Linked DNA regions of Mus musculus: region 2 is linked to region 1. The links are chromatin contacts, called in public HiChIP or PLAC-seq maps. All regions are on one chromosome and are shown on one strand. Each heading gives the region's core, a stretch centred on a gene start, on an enhancer-like site or on the middle of the called end of the contact. The rest is flanking DNA. Distances are from core to core; before and after follow the strand shown.

The links. HiChIP or PLAC-seq counts read pairs in DNA pulled down with a chosen protein or histone mark.
Region 2: a RAD21 HiChIP or PLAC-seq map of pro-B cells shows a contact between it and region 1, with 4 times the contacts expected there. The contact joins two enhancer-like sites. A contact is called at or near these places in 2 of 15 datasets of contacts at CTCF or cohesin (large pre-B cells and pro-B cells).

The regions. Positions count from the first base shown.
Region 1 is chr12:114,491,796-114,496,107 of GRCm38.p6, reverse strand. It overlaps Igh and the pseudogene Ighv10-2. Among named protein-coding and RNA genes, the nearest start is that of Mir7094-2, 20 kb to the left of the region's middle. Within about 2 kb of position 2,282, at least 12 of the 459 cell types and tissues checked have an H3K27ac peak or open chromatin away from gene starts, as enhancers often do. A contact at or near this core is called in pro-B cells, where this site is marked.
Region 2 is chr12:114,585,164-114,589,475 of GRCm38.p6, reverse strand. It overlaps Igh. Among named protein-coding and RNA genes, the nearest start is that of Mir7094-2, 74 kb to the right of the region's middle. Within about 2 kb of position 2,130, at least 10 of the 459 cell types and tissues checked have an H3K27ac peak or open chromatin away from gene starts, as enhancers often do. A contact at or near this core is called in pro-B cells, where this site is marked.

The DNA.
Region 1 (4,312 bases), core at 1,033-3,532:
TGAAAGACAGATTCACCATCTCCAGAGATGATTCTCAAAGCATGGTCAACCTGCAAATGAACAATTTGAAAACTGAGGACATAGACCTGTATTAATTACAAGAGATATAGGGGGAAGTCTTCAATGTGTGCCTAGACAAAAACCTCCAGTTCAGGTATCCATGACCAGCAGGAGGCGCTCAGTACACACAGAACCTAGGTCAGTCCTTAAGTAGATGCAGACATCATTGATATTTTACTCTTCTATCTGTGCTCTTTCTCTATCTGATGTCTTTTTTGGGGTGGGAGGGTGGGTATAATCTTTACAACTGTAGAATGTAGGAATTGATCATGTCGTGAAAAATAATGTTTGGGATTCACTGTTTTGAGTAATGTATGTCAGTGATTCCTTCTGTGAATTAAATGGTAAAAGGTATTAGAAATCCTGGTTGGGATTTCAAATTTCTACAACAGTTCCTGGTGATGACATCCTGGATACTTAGGCCACCTTCATCAGTTCCCAGAATACTGGAACTCACGTGAGATCAGCTGAAACAAAGGTCATTCTTGTAATTAAGGCATGGGATTCCTTAAATCTGGTGAGATGTTCTGACTGTAATTATCATATTCATTCTAGTGCTTAGATGCACTTCCACAATATCTGGTAAAAGTTCAGATCCAATGTTGGTTTTTTTGTTTGTTTGTTTGTTTGTTTTTGTTTTGTTTGTTTGTCTGTTTGTTTTTGTTTTGTTTTGTTTTGTTTTTTGTTTTTTGGTTGTTTTTTTTTAGAATTTCAGCTTACCATGGAGATTTCTGAGATTAATGGCAATTTCTCATAAGGGGTTCACTTACTTTTTTCTATCCAGACTCAGCTGTTACTGTTTGGATAACATTTACAACTCATCCTGTATCACCTCTTGCAGCAGATTTTATACGTAATCTAAAGGTGGTTTTGCTAGCTGTTCTATTTTGTACAAGTAATGAATATCTTACTACCCACATCATCAATATATAGCATGCTCTTCTCACATAAGTAAAAATTATACAAACTAATGTCAAGTTCATCATGTGAGAGTAAACCAAGTGGCTTTAGAACTCATGGAATGTGGGCCACCTGTTTGTGCAACCAGGGTGTGTGTGCCTCAGAGAGGCAGAGACCAGAGGTCTATGTTTCCTTCAGACTTCATGTTGTTATGGCACATTCTTCTGCCTGTTGTACTCACAACCTTCACAGCCTTCCTGATCTAAGAATTTTACAGAAATTCTAAGAGGGCATGCACACTCTTGCTGGGACATATCACTGGCACTTAAAATAATAGTTCTTGTTCAATTTCATACATTGCTGCTGGAGCAGATCAATGATTCAATGACCACTAATCTAGTAAAGAACTTAAAATTGTAGATTGCTAGCAATGACTACCATCTTTAGAAAACATTTGGAGAAATAAAATTTTTAGTGAATTTATGTTAACTGTGTATGTGTGTGGTGTTTGTATTTTCAGGAATTAATTTTCTGTTATTAACTTCTATGTATATAGCATCATTACTAATAGGAAAACTTTAATTCCTTGAGGGGTGGTCACTACAAGTGTCATCCTTGGAACTAAACTTGTGAAGAAATGAGAATGAGAACCTGCTGTAGATTATCTTTGTCAGCCTGGGTCAGATTTCTCAGTGTCTGTGTAGAGGCAGTTTATTGTAGATATATTTAAACAGAATAGAATACAGAAAATGGTCTGCAAGCAACAATAACTTCCATATCCATTCCAATTCCACTTGCAAAATGAAACATAAGGTGTGACTATGTGAAAGGAGTTTTTACAAGGTTTTTTTGACCTTTACTGTGAAATTTGTTGCTAAAAAGGTCTACAATCTAATGCGGCCTTTGACCAACCGCATAGCAGTCAGCAGCCCATAAAGTACATGGGACACCTCCACTAAGGAAATATAATAATCTAATGAGGGAACTAGGGTGCAGTCTGCCCATACGTATTTGAAATGGGTCACCAGGTTGCTAACCACCTCCACTCTCAGCCTTCTGTATGGAGTGCTGCTATTTAATTGTTTCTCCTCCATCAAGACAATGTCACTGTGTGATTATTTCTTTTAGTGCTTTTCTGTGAGAACCAGGCCCAAACTCCCTCTCTCTAATTCCTGTGTTAGCATCAACAGTAATATTTCTCAATATCTGTTGCCATGAGACAGTGAAAGGAAAACATCTCAATGAACTAGTCATGTAGAGCCCGAGAAGCAGCTGCAGAGATGGGTGTTTCCTGATTATGCCAAGTTTTTAATCTTCTCAGCTAACCACATAAAAAACCCAGGAGACTATCTCCTATGTCAGTTAATCCTCTTGTTGAAGTACACAGGATCGGACACAAATCATTGTGGTTAGTTCATGAAATCTATATTACTCTCCAGGGAATGCTACAGAAACAAAAATGACTCAATTTTGAGGAACTCTCAGTTACCATGACACTAGTTTATCTCACAGTAGTATGAGTTCCTCAATTGGAATATTAAAACCTGGGTAACTCTAATTCAGCAAGTGAAAGATCAGCATAAGAAAACCTTAAAATCTTTGAAGAAAGAAATTGAAGATATTAGAAAAAGGAAAAATCTCCCATTGGTTGGGTTAAGATAGTAAAAATTGTCATCCTACCCAAAGACATCTACAGATTCAATGCAATCCCCATCAAAATTTCAATACAATTCGCTATAGTTCTTGAAATGACAACACTCAACTTCATGTAGAAAAATAAAACAGAACAATGCAAAAGCCCACCAAACTAGTAAAGATAAAACAATCCTGTTCAATGAAAGAATATGCAGATGCAGTATGTTCCATGATTTCAACCTGTCTGCATTGTTATAGTAAGAAAAACTGCATAGTATTGGCATAAAAACAGACAAGTTGATCAATGGAATAGAATAAAAGACCCACTCATAAATCTACACACATATATACACCTGTTTATTGATGAAGAAGCCAGAAATATACAATGAAAGAAAGAAAATGTCTAAAAATAATGTTGTTATAACTGGATGTCATCCTGCAGAAGAGTGCAAATATATCCATATCTATTAGCTGTACAAATCTTAAGATATTGTTGATCAAAGACCTTAAATTTAAGCCATTTATCTTGAGACTAATAGAAGAGAGAGTAGAGAATAGCTGAGAAATCCTTGGCATAGCAGACAAATTATCAAACAGAACCTCAATAGCACAGGTGCTAAGAACAATAATCAATAAATTGCACCTCATGAAACTAAGAATACTATGGCAAATGACACCATGAATAAGACTAAATGTCAGTTTAAAGAATGAGAAAAGATCTTTAACAACTCCACAGCTGACAGAGGTATGATATCCAAAATATATAAAGAACTCTTGAAACTAGGCATTAACAAACCAAATAATACAATTTAAAAATGGGGTATAGATATAAACAGAATTCTGAACAGAGGAATCTCAAATGTCAGAGGAGCATTTAAAGAAATGTTCTTCATCCTTATCCAATAGGGAAATGCAAATTCAAGTGACACTGAGGTTCCCTCTATTATCTGTCAGAATGACAAACTTCAAAACCACACGTGATAGCTTACGGTAAGGATGTGAAATAAGGAGAGCACTTATCCATAGCTGGAAACTATGGATAGCAAACTTTTTAGCCACTTTATAATAAATTCTGCAGTTTCTCAGAAAATAGGAAATATATATATATATATATATATATATACCTCAAGATCCAGCCATATCATTTCTTAGAACAGAGGCAAAGGAAAATTCATCCTACTAGTTGCTTTATTATTAATAGCAATAAACAGAAAACAGCTTAGATGTCCTCAAACCAATGAATGTATAAAGAAAAAATGTATATATTTATACAACCTAAAATTACTCATCTGTAAAACTAATAAAAAGAACAAATTTTCAAATGGATGGAACTATTAAAAAATCAAACTGGGGAAAATCAGAACCAGAAAAACCAACATGGTATGTACTCACTGGTATGTGTATACTAGCTGTAAAGTAAGAGATAGTTTTGCTATTCTCAAACTGGACACAGAGAGCATAAAAACAAGAAGGGTCCAAGGGGTAACACATTATTGACATAGGAAGGGGAAATAGAGCCAATATTGCCATTGGAGATGGTAAATAGGAGAACCAGTCATTTTGGAGAATGGAGATAGAAATTACTGAATTAGAAAACTTGAATTGAGGAGAATTTCTGGGGGCAAACTTAAGGCAAATGAAATTCCTAAAAATGTGACCCTAGCTAAGACCCCTAGTAAATGGGATATGAGTTTGAACTGGCCATCTTCTGTAACCA
Region 2 (4,312 bases), core at 881-3,380, 94 kb before region 1:
CCATTGCTTTATCTAGGGAGATACATCTACAGTTGAATTCATCTGAGACACAGAGTAAGCTTTGAAAAGGCAGTACATTATATCATAAAATAAAATGAAATATTTTAAATATGAGTAAAAAAGAACTACAGCCCATCTCTGAAGAGCTGGCTCACAGTATCCAAGGACACCTGCAACAACTAATTAGTCCTCAAATCTCCAGCATGGTCACTGCAGATACTGCCACATACTGCTGTGCTCAGAACACACTGACACAGCTTCAGTTGATAGCTGTATACTATTCAGGCTGGTACTTACTTCTGTTTGTCCTTCTATATGACAGAACAGTAGGGGCACAAATTTTCTGCTAGCCTCTAGGGTTTCCTCTTTATTTGAGCTTAGTAGCCCTTGCTACCTCTAATATATTCAAGGTTCCTTTTAAGTTATTCAGAACTGTGGCTCTTTCTGTGTTTAGTCATATGTTTATAAAATATGCCTAGTGCTTGGTTATATCTTTTTAAAGGATGTTTGGTGCCTAAACCACGTCGTTCAGGGATCTCATTCTACTTTGTCTTAAGTCCTCAAATCCTTACAGCAGCCATTTCAAACCATTGTAATGTTCACATTCAGTAACTTACAACTTAACTTTGTAAGAGATGTTTTTGTTTGGTTAGATTAAACTCTTTGGGTGACTTTAATGGTCAATTCCTACTACTCTAAGAGGGTGGGGTCCTAGTGGGTACTCCCCAACCTTGCCATAACATGTCCCTGGAGAGCTAGGGGCATCCTATCACACTGAGGCCACACAAAGCAACCAAGTTAGAGGAACAGATTCCAGAACAGGTATGAGCTTTAGGAACCACTCCTGTTCCAGTGGCTGCAGTACCCACGTGAAGAATGAACTGTACATCTGCACTCTATGTGCTGGGGCCACTTTTCCAGCTGATGTATGTTATTTGGTTGGTGACTCATTCTCACTCCCTGCAATTCTGCTGTGGTTCTCATTGAAGATCTCTAAAATTCAGGCCTTTCATCTGGCTGGACCTTTTCATTTTCTCTGAGCAGGGTTTTCACTAATTATCAATTCTTGTTAACACAAGCCTACTTCAGCACTAAGTTCAAATTGTTTGAGATTCTCAATGTCAGCCAGGTCCTGAGCTGAAGCAACATTTTAGTTTGTGATATTAAGAGTCTCACTCCTCTGTACCATTGTTCTGTAAGTCTATTTACTGTGGCATTTAAACAATTTACAGTAAGTAATTAACCATGAGCAGAAGTGAATTAGCTAAACTTTCTCAGGTGAGAATGTCCTAGCTCATAGTTGTTGAAAGAGCAAGAACTCACCTTTTCCCTCATTAAAAGACAGGTAAACATAATGACAATCACTGGAAAGGGAATTAGAAACAAGCTTTCACATTGACTCCTATATCCAAGTGTCCCAGGAACTAATTCATGAATACATGGGTGCCTTCATCTGAACTTGACTTATTATGGTCCTTCTGAACACAGGGACTCTTCCCCAGGTGTAGCCTGATAAAGATAGGAAAGAGCCTGTTATCTCCTATCATTACCTTTTATTGGATGGGAACTGTTAGAGCAGGATCCAATTGCCACAAGGAGGAACCTGGCTTTGAGAAGGATATTATAGTAATATTTGCAAAACTTAAAATCAATTTCTGATGCATTATCCCCAGGTAAACAAGAGCCATTTCTCCCTTTAGCTGAGCTCTGTGAACATTGAAATTACAGGGACATACATACATATATATATATATATATATATATATATATATATATATATATATATATATATATATTTGGGATATATATATATATCCCAAATTGAAACTTTATTATTACTTTTCATTAATCATTCCATTTGTATATACCTCAAATGATATCCCACTTCCTGGTTACCCCTCCACAACCCCTCCATCCCATATCTGCCCTGTCAACCCTCCGTTTTGCCTCTATGAAGGTGCTCCACACCCACCCCACCTGCAACTTCAGTTGTAAACCCTGAAAAAAACTACCCACATGGGAGCTCATGACCAGCAGGGGGCACAATGAGACCAACAATCCTCATAGAGAGATAAGGTGGCTGTGGAGGGAACTGTTTCCTCTGTGGTTTTCTTTTTTAAGTGTAATAACTGATCTGCCCCTGCTGTGATTGACATGTGATGTCTCCATGATCAAACATCATACAGATTCTTTGTGAAACACTTCACAGATGCACGCTTATTCCCTGTGAGTTTATATTTGCATCAGTCCATTTTGACTAGAAGATACTGTTTCCTACACATTCTGGCTCTTATAATCAGCTAAATTTTAAAGTCTTTAAAAGATGAGATCGGGAAAGTTCAGGGTGGTATGGACAGAAGCTGGAAACAACCAAGATGTCCCACTACAGAAGAATGGATACAGAAAATGTGGTTCATTTACACAATGCAATACTATTCAGCTATTAAGAGGTCATCCTGATTAGAACTAGAAAATATCATCCTGAGTGAGGTAACTCAGACCCCAAAGGACATTCATGGCATGTACTCACTAATAAGTGGATATTAACCAAACGAAACAAAACACATATGGAATGCAAAAGATATAGTCCACATAATTCAAAAGGCTTAACAAGTTGAGGACACCTCATTCCCACTTCAGTTCCACTTGGGAGAGAGAAGAGAGCAATCACAAGTGGGGAGTGAGGGAGGAACTTGTGAAGGAATATGAACTGAGTGGGGGAACATTAAGGGGTAAGGGAAACCTGATTTGGTATTGGGTGAGGGAAAAGGACTGAAGCCCTGAGGACCTGCAGAAAGAATGTAAACAGGCAATCTCAGGAAATAGGAGGTTGGGGGAACCCTACAAAAATGAACCAGAGTGGGATATAGAGAAGTCAGAGGGTGGATGGGGAGGGGCACAGAATGGAATATAGAATGTAAAAAATGAAGTACAAATAAAATTAAATTTAAAAAATAATATCTTTTAAAGAAATGAGTCCTGACCATGTAGTTATGTGGGGAATAACAACAGTGCAACTGCCTCATACTGGCTTGGATAAGTGTAGGACCTCTCTGACCATTAACCTGTACAAAATTTTCCTGTGCATGGCACTGATATGTACAGTTAATAACTCATAAATTCTAGGGGATGCAATGTTTACTTGTGCAAGTCACTTGCCAGATAAAGTAAAACAAAAAGCTTTTATATGTGCTCTCTACTCAGTTTTCCACAATCATATGTCTCAGATAAACTTCAACATGAAAAAATCTAGATCAATGAGATAATACTAAAACTAAATTACGAGTCTTATTTAAATATCACAAATTTTTCCTATGCTTTCTTTAAATTTATTATTTTTGATATATATATATATATGCAGGCCCATTAATCCAGATTATAACCTGAACATAAAATACTCCCTAGACAAAAACATTCCCAGCTGTATACTAGGCATCTGAGGACTGTTCATTATTTTTTGACATATTATTATAAAAATAAAATTGTAATTTTTGTTTTTTGTTTTTTTTTTAATTAGGTATTTTCCTCGTTTACATTTTCAATGCTATCCCAAAGGTCCCCCATACCCACCCCCCCCAATCCCCTACCCACCCACTGCCCCTTTTTGGCCCTGGCGTTGCCCTGTACTGGGGCATATAAATTTTGCAAGTCCAATGGGCCTTTCTTTGCAGTGATGACCGACTAGGCCATCTTTTGATACATATGCAGCTAAAGACAAGAGCTCACGGGTACTGGTTAGTTCATATTGTTGTTCCACCTATAGGTTTGCAGTTCCCTTTAGCTCCTTGGGTAATTTCTCTAGCTCCTCCATTAGGGGCCGTGTGACCCATCCAATAGCTGACTGTGATCATCCTCTTCTGTGTTTGCTAGGCCCCGGCATAGTCTCACAAGAGAGAGCTATATCTGGGTCCTTTCAGCGAAATCTTGCTAGTGTATGCAATGATGTCAGCATTTGGAAGCTGATTATGGGATGGATCCCTGCATATGGCAATCACTAGATGGTCCATCCTTTCGTCACAGCTCCAAATTTTGTCTCTGTAACTCCTTCTATGGGTGTTTTGTTCCCATTTCTAAGAAAGGGTAAAGTGTCCACACTTTGGTCTTTGTTCTTCTTGAATTTCATGCGTTTGGCAAGTTGTATCTTATATCTTGGGTATCCTAAGTTTCTGGGCTAATATCCACTTATCAGTGAGTACATATTGTGTGAGTTCCTTTGTGATTGGGTTACTTCACTCAGGATGATACCCTCCAGGTCCATCCATTTGCCTAGGAATTTCATAAATTCATTTTTTTAATAGCTGAGTAGTATTCC